Linked DNA regions of Mus musculus: region 1 is linked to region 2. Evidence: chromatin contacts called from public promoter capture Hi-C data. All regions are on one chromosome and are shown on one strand. Each heading gives the region's core, a stretch centred on a gene start, on an enhancer-like site or on the middle of the called end of the contact. The rest is flanking DNA. Distances are from core to core; before and after follow the strand shown. Region 1 holds the start of Ints3 (integrator complex subunit 3). Region 2 holds the start of Pmvk (phosphomevalonate kinase).

Region 1 (6,925 bases), core at 1,360-3,859, 970 kb before region 2:
TCCTTATTTTATACCAAATCATTGAGAAACAAAACATAGGAAAAATAAAAAAAAAATACCTATAATTTAAAAAATAGAATAAACCTCTAATCTCCACACTTAGAAGGCTAAAGCAGAAAGTTTTTTTGTTTTGTTTTGTTTTGTTTTGTTTTGTTTTGTTTTTTGAGACAGGGTTTCTCTGTGTAATCTTGGCTGTCCTGAAACTTCTTCTGTACATCAGGCTGGCCTTGAACTCAAAGATCTGCCTGCCTTTGCCTCTGGAGTGCAAAAAACAATACATAAATAAACAAATGTCAGAGGGAGAGCTCAGCTGGCTACTGTGCATGCATGAGTATCTGAGTTTGATCACTTGCTCCCACGTTAACAATGGGGCATGGCAAGAAGCTTGTGACAGACGCAGTGCCAGGGAGGTGGAGGTTGACAAATCCTTGGGCCTGCTGCTCAGCTGCCCTAGCCCAAACACAAACCCTAGGTTTCTACAAAACAAAAACCAAAAATAAAAAACAAAACAACAACAATACAAAACACAATGTGGATTGTCCCTAAGGAATAACACCAAACACATCTGAGTGAACACATGCTTGCTTAGGCACTATATATATATATATATATATATATATATATATATATATATATACACACACACACACACATATAGGCTCTAGAAACCCAAAGTCCACTCCTCGCACTTCAGGACAAACAATTTTTACATTGTTCCATCTCTCCAGCAATTCACTCCTCTTTCTTCCTCTTCCTTTATTATTATTATTATTACTATTATTATTATTATTATTGTTTTTTTTTCAAGACAGGGCTACTCTGTGTAGCCCTGGCTGTCCTGGAACTCACTCTGTGGACCAGGCTGACCTCGAACTCAGAAATCTGCCTGCCTCTGCCTCCCAAGTGCTGGGATTAAAGGCGTGCGCCACCACTTCCTGAGTGAATGCAGCTTTGCAGATGGAAGGCAAGCACCCCAGCGCCAGCCCCCACTACACTATACAGTGCTTATTTAAAGATGCTATAAAGCACAATTGTGGTGGTGCACACATGCAGTCCTAACTCTTGAGAGGATCAGGAAAGTCATCCTTACCTACATAGGAACAAGTGTCTCAAAAAACAATAAATGAATTTTTAAAATTAAAAAAAGCACATGGAAGTTCCCTGGCAGGGCATTTACCTATTTTGAATTCCTGAGTTCAATCATCAGTACCACAAACAAACCCAGTACACTTCAAAAAAAAAAAAAAAATGGAAAGAATATTCAGTATTATACATCTTTTTTCCTTCCTTCTTTTCTTTTTTCTTTTTTTTTTTTTTTTTTTGTTTTTTTGAGACAGGGTTTCTCTGTGTAGCCCTGGCTGTCCTGGAACTCACTTTGTAGACCAGGCTGGCCTCGAACTGAGAAATCCACCTGCCTCTGCCTCCCGAGTGCTGGGATTAAAGGCGTGCACCACCACGCCCGGCCCTTTCTTTTTCTTCTTTCCATCCAATACATGTGTCCCGGTTATATTAAGCTATTGTAATGACTTGTTTGTAGTTCCGAGGCTGAATCAGTCCTTTACCTAGAAGTTATTCAAAGCTTACTCAGGAGGATTGTAGAATGCCAGAAGTGTATTTGGAGATCGGCCAGTCCGGGTCTTATTTTATTTGTAATTAGGATACAGAAGTCCCTGGGAGGCAGAAAGAATGCCACAAAAGTGAGGCCAGCTTGGGTTCAAGAGTGCTTCACTCCCAAAACAGTAGCTATGGAACTTGGAATTCTTCCAAGGACATTGTTAACAATTTACCTGCCCACTGGCCTTGAAAATGGATAGTGCAGGAAAATAGGCCTATATCTACAAATGGGGGACGGAAGGGGAACATGAATTTGATGGGCCAGCTTCCCACGTATTAGGATGGCAGGCATATATTACCACACCCACCTTAGAGCTGTGGACAGCAATAGGCTCATACGCCTAAAAATGAAAAGTTCTGTTGAGAGACGCACGGTAAAAGAACTCTCATACAATCAAGCCCTACTATGATCACAACAAACCACAACTCTCAATGGATTGTGTGTGTGTAAATACAATAGGCTTCAGTGACATTTGTCAGTCCCAGAGTCTCAAAAGACGAGGTCCCATCACTTAGTAAACTGTGTTAAAGCGAGTGCTGGTACGATTCTAACTATTTGGTTTGCACTAGAGAATCAATGCACTTTTTTTGTTTTCAAATTGTTACTAATAATTGCACACCCAAGAGCTCATACAATCGGCCGCGTGTAGCATTTTTAGTTCAGGAAGTAGCTTCAGACCCTGAGGGCGTTTGCTACGCGACTGCGTAGGGGTTGGGACTCGGCAGCTCCTTTTCCTGAATAGACACTTATGGGCTAGGTTTCCATCCTCCCAGCCTACTACCCAAGGACAACGTTCCGAACACCTGTAGGGAGTGGAGCAAGAGGGAAACGTCGCGCATGCGTGTTGGCGCGCGCAGGCGCAGCCCGGCTTTTTCCGGATCGCCCAGCAGTAGCACCCACTCCGTACCTCCCGTCCCGCCTCCAGATGCAGAGGAAGGATGCGATTGGGCACACTTGTTGCCCGTCAGACCAGACTCAATTCTTCTCCCTACAATTGGCAGCCCGGGAAAAGGCCAGTCCGCCGTCGTCGGCTTACTCCTTAGAGACCTGGCGCCACCGCGGAAGCCGCTATTGGCGGACGCCCGGGACCGCGACTGCTCACTTCCGGCGCCGGCGACGACTCTGCCCGCTCGGGCACTCTCAGCCTCCCCCGCCCTTCCACCATGGCCGCCTCTGTGTGGTGTGGGGAGAAGCTGGTCCTCCCATAGCGCTCCTGCTGCATCCTCACCCGCTAGGGGCCGGATTCCAAGGAACCGCGTTTCCCAATCCCGCCGGGAAGGTTTCCCACTCCCAATTCAGGGCCAGGACTCCTTCCCACGCCTCGAGAGGCAGAAACTTAGGGTTTCCCCTCCTTTCAGGATAAGAAGCCAGAGGGTTTCCCCCTCCACTTCTGCAAGGGTGGCAGCCTTGCCTATCTCCCTGCAGGACACAAGACCCTTAGTCTACCATACTTCTGCGCAAAAGCTTTGCCCCAGCCCGGCCACTCCTGAGGGAGCATCTAGAGAACCCGCGCCTTCCCCCTCCGCAGGAGAGGAGGCAAGAGTGCGGAAAGCCAGGCCTGTCGGCCTCCCTCCCACTTGTTCCTCTTGCTCCTCGTCCTTGGCAAGCCAGAGTTCTCCATTTCTAGGACTTAACACCCGTCTACTCCCTTGACCTCTTCTGGTCTCTTGGCTGCAGCCATGGAGTTACAGAAGGGAAAGGGGACCGTAGCAGCTGCTGCATCAGGAGCAGCGGGAGGTGGAGGAGGAGGAGCGGGAGCAGGAGCCCCAGGAGGGGGGAGGCTGCTACTTTCAACCAGTTTGGATGCCAAGGATGAGTTAGAGGAGGTAGGTGTGGGGGGTGGGGAAGGGAGTAAGGAATTGGGTTGAGGAGGGATGCTGGATCGCATATGGGGTGGGGGTGGGGAGAAAAGGCCTTCAAGTTTATTTTATTTATTTATTATTATTATTATTTTTTTTTTGTAAGGCAGAAACATTGCTCTTGCTTCCTGCTTCTGGAGGAAGAAGTGTGGGTCAATTTCCTGGACAGGTTGCCCTAGTAACAGCTGCCGCTATTAAGAAAATGGGTGTGAGGGGTGTTGGTTACAGAAGGGATGTAGCATCAGTACTGACCAAAGTTATTTTCATTTCTTCCCACATACACACCAATAGCTATCTAAAATATCCACCCTATTTGAGAGTGTTAAGTTGAAAAGTATATATGTGTTTACAGGCAGGTGTCTGAGGATTGGCAACTTCCTACAGACTTGGCCCCTCTTCTTAGATGGTATCATTGACTGTGTGTGGATACAGACACTTGTCAGTGATTTTAACCGAGCATTTATAGAGTGAGTGAAGACTTACAAGTAAGTAGTATCTAGTTTGGTAATATCAGTCATAGCAGTGGGGTGAGCCAGTATATAGGGGACTGCTTTCCTTAGTACCAGAGAGTACATACACACACGAAGGAGAGGTACGGGAGGCAGAGGCAAGTGGATCTCTGTGAGTTTGAGGCCAGCCTGGTCTACAAAGAGAGCTCCAGGACAGCCAGGGCTACAGAGAGAAACCCAGCCTCAGAAAACAAAACAAAACAAAACAAAACAAAACAACGACAGGCAGACACAGAACATGAGTGAGGAGGCTTGTCCCTTCCTTTTCTTTGCTTGGTCTCACCCTGTGCTTGACTAACTAGAGATGATCTGTGTAGCCACTTCCACAACTTACACACAGGAAGACGTACTTAGGATGTAGGACAGACGGAGGCATGATTGTTGAACTGTTTGTAAAGCCTAAAGCATTCAGTTCCATGGTTACCCAAGGATAGGGGGAGGAAATGAACAGGCCCTGTCCCCTCACTCACAGGCTGTTTCCCTGACACTATGTCACAGTCCTTTATCACATGCCAGAGTAGGCAGGTAAACTCAGAGTTGAAAAAATGTGAGATTGCCTTGCGTGGTGGTTCCCATCTGTAATCCTAGCACTTGGAAGGTTGAGTCAGGGAGAAAGAGAGAGATAGACTGAGAATATGAATGAGGATGAATGGTGAGTGTGTAGAGAGTTCTAGGCTAGCTGGGGCATCATTAGCTAGATCTTGCCATCAGAAACAAAAGGCAGAAGAAGAAGATACAGTAGATCGCAAGATGATGGCACATACACACAAAAAGAAACTTTATGGGCCTGCACTAGAGGCAGAGGAGTATCTCTGAGTTCAAGGCCAGCCTGGTTTACATAGCAAGCTTTAGGACAGCCAGGACTACAGAGACCCTGTCTCAAAAGAAAGCAGTGAACTTGAACCAAACTGGTCTTATAGCAACTGTGTGGTTTATCTGCCAGCAGACGTCTGGCTGGCTGGAAAGTGAGTTATGTTTTCATTGTATAATTCTATAAGCATTTAGACAAGTTTGCTATTTCTGTTCTTCCTGCTCCTCCTCCTCCTTTTTCTTCTTCTAATCAAGAAGGCATAATTAGAAATGTAAACAGTACTTCTAAGCCAGGCACGGTGGCCCAGGCACAGGTTTGTAATCCCAACACTCCAAAGAGACTGAGGCAAGATGATTGTAGGCTCATGACCACTGTGTCACCTTGTCCTACCCAGCTACATTTTTTTCCTGTTTCAATTAAAACTTTGTGTGTGTGTGAGTGACATATGTATGTGGTGTGCACATTCTGAAATGTATGTAGAGGTCTGAGAATTATCTTTATGGGGTTGTTCTCTCCTTCAATTTCTTGCAGGTTCTGCAAATTGAACTTGGGTCACTATGTTTCTACAGCAAAGCTCTTTATCTGCTGAGCCTCTCTGCAGCTCTGTTTTATTTTTCAGATAGTATCTAGTAGTTTGTCTAGTCTGAAACTTCTCTCTCTCTCTCTCTCTCTCTCTCTCTCTCTCTCTCTTCCTCTTCCTTCCTTCCTTCCTTTCTAAGACAGGGTTTCTCCGTGTAGCCCTGGATATCCTGGAACTCACTCTGTAGACCAGGCCTCTAACTCAGAGATCCGCTTGCCTCCCAAGCACTGGTATTAAAGGTGTGCACCACCACTTTCCAGTTACATCTGGAACTTAACTGTGACCACTTTGACTGTCAAGTATTGAGCCTGGTATTCTAGCACCAGAGCTCAGAGGGTAAACAGTCAGTAGGTGACTGACTGTCTCTGATCCTTCCATCAGAGCAGCTGAAAGACAAAGGATTCCAAGGTTGGATGAGAGTCTATTGATTCTTTTTTTCCTTCCTTCCTTTCTCTATTTCATTCTTTCTTTTCCTTCCTTCCTTCCTTCCTTCCTTCCTTCCTTCCTTTTTCTCTCTCTCTCTCTTATTTTCTTTCTTTCTTTCTTTCTTTCTTTCTTTCTTTCTTCTTTTTTTTTTTTCCAAGACAGGGTTTTTCTGTGTAGCCCTGGCTGTCCTGGAACTCACTCTGTGGACCAGGCTGGCCTCGAACTCAGAGATCCACCTGCCTCTGCCTCCCAAGTGCTGGGATTAAAGGCGTGGGCCACCACTGCCTGGCCTTAAGTAGTTTTTCTTACATTTTAAGACTCTGCGCCACCATGCTTGGCTGAGAGTCTATTGATTCTTATCTCTATTCCTATAGAACCCTATGTAAATCCCTGATTTAGTTTGTGCCATAGGATATAGTACAGCATCCTTTTCTGAGCAGTAAGTGATGTGGCTGGGAAAGATCACAAGAGCGATCAGAAGCCTTTATGTTCTTGCCTTTTTAGACTCTGAGAATGAACTTTCAGCTTCCTAGGGAGAAAAGGGAGGGGTTGTTTGTCTCTGTCTGGTTTCTTTCATGGTGTGTGTGGATGCTTCCAGGGAGTCTCAAGCTCCCCTTCCACACTCCACTTTGCCCTTTGTCCTTTGCATCTTCTTTTTCCAGCAAGTCTTGCTACACTACCCGCCCCCCATGGGCGTGGTTCTGTTATCCCACTAGACCATAGTGTGTAAGGACAAGGCTTCCTGGCCTCTTCTTCCTCTGTGCCTCTCTGAAGATCTTTGCAAACAGAAGTTATCAACACCTGTTGTTGACCAACTGGCCTCTGCTTGTTCTCACTTGGTAATTTTCCATCATAGGACTAGCTGTTTTCCAGGAAACTCGGTCTGCTTTTTTGCCCCTATGTTCATAAAGTATGTTGAGTCTGATAGGAAAATAAGAAGTGTGCACCCTAAAGTTTATCATCTCAAGACAAAGTAATGCCCAGCAAGAAGTCCTGAAAAGGTAGCTGAGGGTGTGAAGAGGTGGTCATCGTTGAACATGATTCACATGCTCACTGGCCTGGAGCAGGAAGCCCTTTACAAAGTCACCCTGGGCAGGGGATGTGACTTTCCTACCCTGGGGAGTG
Region 2 (7,062 bases), core at 245-2,744:
AAATAAAAGGCTGGGGGAAAGGCGAGCCTCAGAAGCCTGACAGTCTTAGCTCAACCCCGAGAACCATGCTTTCTTAAAAGCTGAAGATGGGCCAAGTGTGGTGGCACATGCCTTTAATCCCAGTGCTGCTCTTCTTACAGACCAAGGCTCTATTCCCAGCACCCACATGAAGGCTCACAACCATCTGTAACTCCAGTTCTGGGGATCACCTGCCCTCTTCTGGCTTCCAAGAACACTCGCACACACCAAGGCACAAACCCACACCCATCACATAAACACATCTTTGAAAATAAATATCTAGAAAGGAAGGACAGAATGAGTGAATGGTGTTTCCAGGCAGGGCAGAGTGAGTGAACGGTGTCTCCAGGCAGGCCAAGCTGAATTTAAATCCTGAGTTTGCTACTTTATAACCCTAGCAAATTTAAAAATTTTAATACTAAAAATTCACCATGTTGTCCACTCTGGCCTTGAACTCCTACATGTATGAGCTCTCCCTGCTGCTGGACCACACACACACACACACACACACACAGAGACACACACACACAGAGACACACACACAGACACACACACACACAGACACACACACACAGAGACACACACACACACACCAGGTTTTAGCTCCTAAGGGCCCCTGCTTCTGCATCTGTGACATGGGATTGCTAATACCACTATTTGGTAAAGAAGCTAAATAGGTTAAATGAGATGATATAGACGCACAACACCTGGCATAGAATATTCCATAAATTCCTGCCATTGCAGGGTGTTCTGGGCAGATTCTCTTTGCAGCAGACACACTCAGGACGTGGTCTTGAAAAAAAACCTTTACAGTCTTGTTAGTCTCCTTATCTAGGCCAGTTACCTCAGACCACAATCATCAAACAGGAATGGCACGTTGAAGGTGCCAGCATAGTAATAGTAGTAATTCATGTTTCTTGAAGGCAGAGCTACATCTTCATAGATCTGCAGTGGCAGTCCCCTAGTTCTTTGAGGGAGATTTGTGCAGGCTGCTGTTTTACTGACCGTGAGGGTCTGCCTTCCCCTGCCCTGTCATCCTGTCCCTCCTTGCCCTCCACGAGCTCCCTCCATAAAGCCCTCCATCACTTGCGGTAGCGCCCTTCCTCGGTTTCCCTGCACCCGCGGACACCTGCTCTTCAGCCTCTCGGTCACGAAGTCCTTCCCGGATTTTCTCTTCCCGCTAAACAGCAGCACCAGACGCGGGGAGGCTCCGAGCGGGGCCATGGTGCCACCAAGCTTCACCAGGCCTAAAGCTGACACTTCGGACCCCTGAAATGCAGCCAAGCACGAAGTGGACCCGCTCAGTAGAAGCAAAAAGGAGGAGGGATCCCACTCCTTCTCCACACTACACAGCCCACATCGAAACCAGCGCGCAGAGAATGGGCGTAGAAACTGGAAGGGAAAGAGCCTTGCAGCCTAGTATCTAAGTACCTTTCCCGCCCCCCCCCGCCCTCCCCCCCCTGCGCAGCACGCACTTAGAACAGTCCACGCCCGCCCAGATGTGACGTCATGGCCCCGCCTTCTCGGCTGACAAGGTGAGCCGAGAGTGACGCTGGAAAGACTAGCCTCAAGTTCCCTTCTACACAACCGGCCAAACATAAAGATAAAGAAAAATAGTAATGTTGAAGGCATTTTCAAATCTGCCTTTTAATTTGTACGTTATAACTCATGCTCTAAAGCAAATATGTGTTTGCCCCGCACTAAAAATAGCTCTTTCCAAAGAAGTAACCAGACAATGACATGATAGGGTGTGTTTCTTGACGTCATAGCGAGGGAGGGGTTTAATGAACAGTATGCTATTTCACTGTTGAAAAGGTTTTGTAACTGCTGAAGCCTCCAGCTGGAACTAAGTGATCTTTTCTTTAGCCGCATACTCCTCTCCAAAGCTTTTCAGAATCTCGAAAAAGAACATTGGTGACATTAGTAACTTAGGTTAAGGAGTTTTGACGCCACTCTGAACAAGATTACCCAATTTCCTCCGGAGACCAACATCCAGCCAGAAGTTGAGAGGCAAAACTAAGAGTGTTCTGACACCTACTTACTGTTATCTGTAGATATAAATTGCTGTCCTACATTTTTCTAAGCTTATCAAAATAAAGCCTGCAGCCTATGACTGCCTCCAGTGTATAAGACTGCAAAGTCTTGTGAAAACCAAAGTGAAACGTAAAGAAACTCTTAGGAAAATCATTTCTTTGCGTATTCGAAAGAGGCTTCGGCGAAGAGATGACTCCGCAGCTAAGAGCACTGGCTGCCCTTGCTGAACACCCACCTAGCCGCTCATAACCAGCTGGAACTGCAGTTCCAGAGGACCTAAAGCCCTCCCTTAGCCTCTGTGGGAACTGCATGCACGAGGTACACAGACATACGGGCAAAACACATAAATCATTTTAAAATAAAGAACAGGAGTGGTCAGGTACAGAAAGAGTGGACCGGGGAGGATCGCCAGAACTGAGGATGTCTGTCTGTTGATAGAGCCTCTGCCTAAGCCTAGGTTTGAGGGCCAGCACTGAATAAACTAGGTTTAGTGGCAAGTGCCAGCCAGCACTGGAAATGGAAGCAGACAAATTCCAGGCCAGCCTGGGCCATAAAATAAAATAAAATAAAATAAAATAAAATAAAGAGAAGGAAGTGAGAGGCTTGGTAAACAGAGGAAAGCAGAACTGTACAACAAAATACTTTGTAAACTTTAAAGTATCCACTCACAGCAGACTGTTTGTTTTAAGCACTGTGATTTCACAGTTTGTAAGTCAGCACATTGTCCCACCTCTGTGCAATAAATATTTCTCTGGGTCCCACCGAAAGCTGGCTCTCACCAGGCCAACGAAGCCTATATAGGGTGAAGTCACTTGTGGCCTCCTGCTCACTAAGCCCTCACTCAAAAGAAATCAGAACTTCCACCCAGAATTCTGAACCTGCCTGACATAACTCACCCCTTCCTTCAGCCCCACCCTGGAATCAAATTTCCCTGGAATTCTAGTCCCAATCACAAAACTTCCGAATGTATTTGCCTAAGCCAGGCAATGGTGGCACACATTCTTGATCTCAGCACTCAGGAGTCAGAGGCAGGAAGATCTCTGAGTTCGAAGCCACAGGGTGATTCATAGCCATCTGTAACTCCAGTTCCAGGGAATCTTGACAGCCTCTTCTGGCCTCCATAGGCACTGCGTGTATATGGTGCACTAATATACGTGCAGGCAAAACACTCACATACATAAAATTAAGTAAGGGGCTGAGAGACTTGTATCAAGGTCTAGACCTCTAAATGATGAAATTAGCTCCATCTGGTTCCAAAACCAGATGTTTTCCAGTCCAGAGTATGAACATTTCCCATCCTGGATATACCTGCCCAGCCCCTTCCCTCTGCTTCTTACCCCAAACTGCATTCCATGCTTTCCTCAGATGCTCAAAAGCATACCAAGTGCTATCAAAGGCAGGGCCAGGAACAATGTGGGTGGAGTCGGGTGGTGTCTCGAATGACTGATCAAGAAGTGAAGGAAAGAATGGGTGCTCCATGGGGGAGACCAGGAGGCCAGGACTTCCCCCTAAGTTAGAGGGGACCTCTATGGATGCATATACCCAAGACTAGGACTGCACAACCACATACCCAATTGCTCAAGGTCCTGGGGCAGCTCCTAGAGGCCCCTTCTTCCCCCTGCCTCCCTCCCAGACCCTCCCACCTGCAGTCCGACCCGCTGCTGCCACCGTGTGGTCACAACCATACTTCTCTGAAAAGAGCTATCTGCAAGAAACAAGAACCAGGAGGAGCCTGACCTGTAGTGCATAGCTCCTCCAGACTCAATTCAGAGTCTAGACTTAAAGACGTGTGTGTGTGTGTGTGTGTGTGTGTGTGTGTGTGTGTGTGTGTGTGTGTGTGTGTGTGTGTGTTGGAGGTGGGGGACTGGAGAGGAGAAAAGAAGAGCACACTCCAACACTCTGGCTGGGCATGGTGGCACATGCCTTTAATCCCAGCAAGAGGCAGGTGGATTTCTGAGTTTGAGGCCAGCCTGGTCTACAGAGTGAGTTCCAGGATAGCCAGGGCTACACAGAGAAACCCTGTCTCAAAAAACCAAAAAAAAAAAAAAAAAAAAGAAAGAGCACACTCGGACTTTTAGCCTGAGCTCAACTGCCCTGGGCTCCTCCTGGCTTGACTCTGTCCTAGCAAACTTTGGGAGCCTGCACAAGTTGCTATTCTCTGGGCTTTCTCCACCTCTGAAAATGATACTCAGTAAAGACTCTTCCAGAGCTGACCGTCTACCCACAAGTCAGAGCCACTGAGACAGAAGCTGGTAGACAGGGGAAATGCTTCCCGGACCAGGAGCCCAAGGAGCAGGGGTTGAAGCTTCTTTTGTTTCTTCTCCAAGTGGCAAGTGACACACAGATCCAGGGAGAGGAGCCAGAGAGAGCACAGAAGGGCTGAATGAAGCTCAGGGGAAGTGCTGGCCCTATAGGCCAGGCCCTGGGTTCTTTCCCAGGCCCTTGCAAAATAACATTATCTGCACATAGTTAGTTCAGATCTGACTGCTTGCTTGACTGTGTGAGATGAGGAAGCCACAGTCTCCTGTGGTCCAAACACTGCTGCCTGGGCCATTGTGTTCTCGTTCTCTCTCTCTCTCTCTCTCTCTCTCTCTCTCTCTCTCTCTCTCCCCACCCCCCAGTGTGTGTGTGTGTGTGGTGTGTTTCTTAAGAGCACTGACTGCTCTTCCAGAGGTCATGAGTTCAAACCCCAGCAACCACATGGTGGCTCACAACCATCTGTAATGAGATCTGACTCCCTCTTCTGGAGTGTCAGACAGCTACAGTGTACTTATATATAATAAATAAATCTAAAAAAAAAAAAAAAAAAAAAAAAAAAGAGTCTCACTCCCTTCAAAATCTATTTCTCAGTGAGCTAAAAGGACAGAAAAGAGGCTGAGCAGTGGTGGCACATGTCCTTAATCCCAGAAGAGGCAGACAAAGATCTCTGAGTTTCAGGTCAGCCTGGTCTACAGAGTGAGTTCCAAGACAGCCAGGGCTACACAGAGAAACCCTGTCTCAAAAAATAAAATAAAATAAAATAAAATAAAATAAAATGACAGAAAAACATTTGAAAAGCTAATGGCTCCGCTGGCCCCTCCTAGCACAATGCCTGGGTGAAGGCCCGCAGCCACAGTCCCAAGCAGGCCGCCCTGTGGGACCTGGCTCTCCAACACTTTCCTCTCCACCCTTAGCCTGGAAGCTTCAGGTTTCTGCCTGTACTCCTGAGTCACAATAGGGTCTCAGCAATGACCTCAGGGAATGACACAGCCCAATCAGCTGGGCATCTCCACGATCAGTGAAGGTTAGTATCTTAGGTTAGTAACAACTTCTACTACCACCCCCCCACCCCACCCCACCCCACCCCGTCCCAGAGGAAGGAAGAGGGTCAGATAATGTAAAGGGCTACAGAGCTTGGAGAAAGGTGGAGGTTGACCAGCCTTATTGTAAACCCAGAACTTTCCCCATCCATCCCGCCCCACCCCACCCCACCCCAGCAAACCAGCTTTTGTTTTCCCTCCCCCTTTCCTGACACTTCTTGAAGGCACTGTCATCCATTTGTCCCCAGGCTAGGAGGCCAAGTGTCCTTGATTCCTCCTTGTCCACATCCCATCCAGCCTGGCCCACACTAAAAGCACCTCCTCAAACAAGCACAGTCCAGTTCCCATTTCCCATCCTCCACCCATTCTTTAGGCTTCCGCTTCCACTTCTGTGCTCTCTGGATGCTTCCCTTGCCCTCCGGTGCCTTTGGGATACCCTCGCCCTTCCTATACAAAAGAGTCCCCTAGGACCCACAGGTTGTTCCCCCACACACACCCCCCACACACACACCCAAGCTCACCTTTGCCCCTCCCACATCACCAAGTCCCTGCTGTCTCTCACCAACTGCCTCCGAGGCCACTCTCCAGGTCCTCTCCGTGCGTCAGCAGAGGCTTCCTGGCAGCATTAAGCAAATACTGCTAGCATTTTGCTTGTGTTAAGCTAATCCAGTTAGTATGAGGGTCAGGAAGCAGGGCTGCAGCCAGGCTTGAGACCGGTGCCCTCTCCTCCCCGTCGGAAGCTCATGGGCTCTCCTGGTTTCCCCTAGAGGTTAGAATTAAAACCACTGCAGGCTTCTGGTTTTTTACTTTGAAGTTACAGGTGATTGTGAGGCACCATCTAGATGCTGTGAATTGGCCAACCTGAGTTGTCATAAAATAACCAAAAGGAAATGAAAGCTGGAATAAATAGCCAGTGCTCGCCGCGCCGCATCTCCTGAGCCATCTCTCCAGCCCCAACAATAATACAGTTGGCCCTCTGTATCAGTGTGCTCCAATTTATGAAGTCAGCCGACCCCATAGTAAATATTTGAGTATATATGCATACTCAAAATTAGTAAATAGTAAAGATATGGTATATGTTAGGTATATACCAGACCTGCAACAAGCGGCGGAGGTGCTGAGGTGCCCATTAACAGTATGCACCTATCACGCCATAAGCAGGACACTGAAGGAAGAGAAGCTTGACTTCTGGTCGGCCAGCTTGGGCTACATAGTGAGAAATGGCTCAAAACTAAAAAAGAAGGCCAATGAGATGCTCAGCAGATAAAGGCACTTGTCACCAAGCCTGACAACCTGCTCAGTCCTACAAGGCCACAAGAAGAACCAACTCTTGGGGAAGTTGTCCACTGAACTGCACGCACAACGTAGCACTGTATGCTTCTCCACACACATAAATAAATAAGGAGGTAAGGAGGGAGGGGAGGCGGAGGGAGAGAGGAGAAAGAGTAATGTTAAAGTTAAAAGACAAGTGGGTCAGAGTGTGTTGGCACACACACTCACGGAGGCAGAGGCAGGCAGATCTCTGAGTTTGAGGCCTGTCTGGTCTACAGAGTGAGTTACAGAACAGACAAGGCCACACAGAGTAATCATGTCTAGAAAAACCAATCAACAAACAAACAAAAACAAGAAACAAAAGAAAACAAAAAAACCAACACCCCCTCCCACAAAATAGTAAAAGAAGCAGTGGCCCTCCCTGTGGTTCACGCCTGTA

Evidence for each region. Promoter capture Hi-C pulls out the DNA fragments that hold promoters and counts their contacts.
Region 1: a contact with region 2 is called in a promoter capture Hi-C map of pre-B cells, with 2.7 times the contacts expected there. The contact joins the promoter of Ints3 here to the promoter of Pmvk in region 2. A contact is called at or near these places in 2 of 39 promoter capture datasets (erythroid cells and pre-B cells).

The regions. Positions count from the first base shown.
Region 1 is chr3:90,429,320-90,436,244 of GRCm38.p6, reverse strand. It overlaps Ints3 (integrator complex subunit 3), which reads left to right and starts at 2,609. Exons shown (of 30, transcript NM_145540.3): 1 at 2,609-3,441. The coding sequence starts at 3,295.
Region 2 is chr3:89,453,550-89,460,611 of GRCm38.p6, reverse strand. It overlaps Pmvk (phosphomevalonate kinase), which reads right to left and starts at 1,494. Exons shown (of 5, transcript NM_026784.3): 1 at 1,148-1,494. The coding sequence starts at 1,242.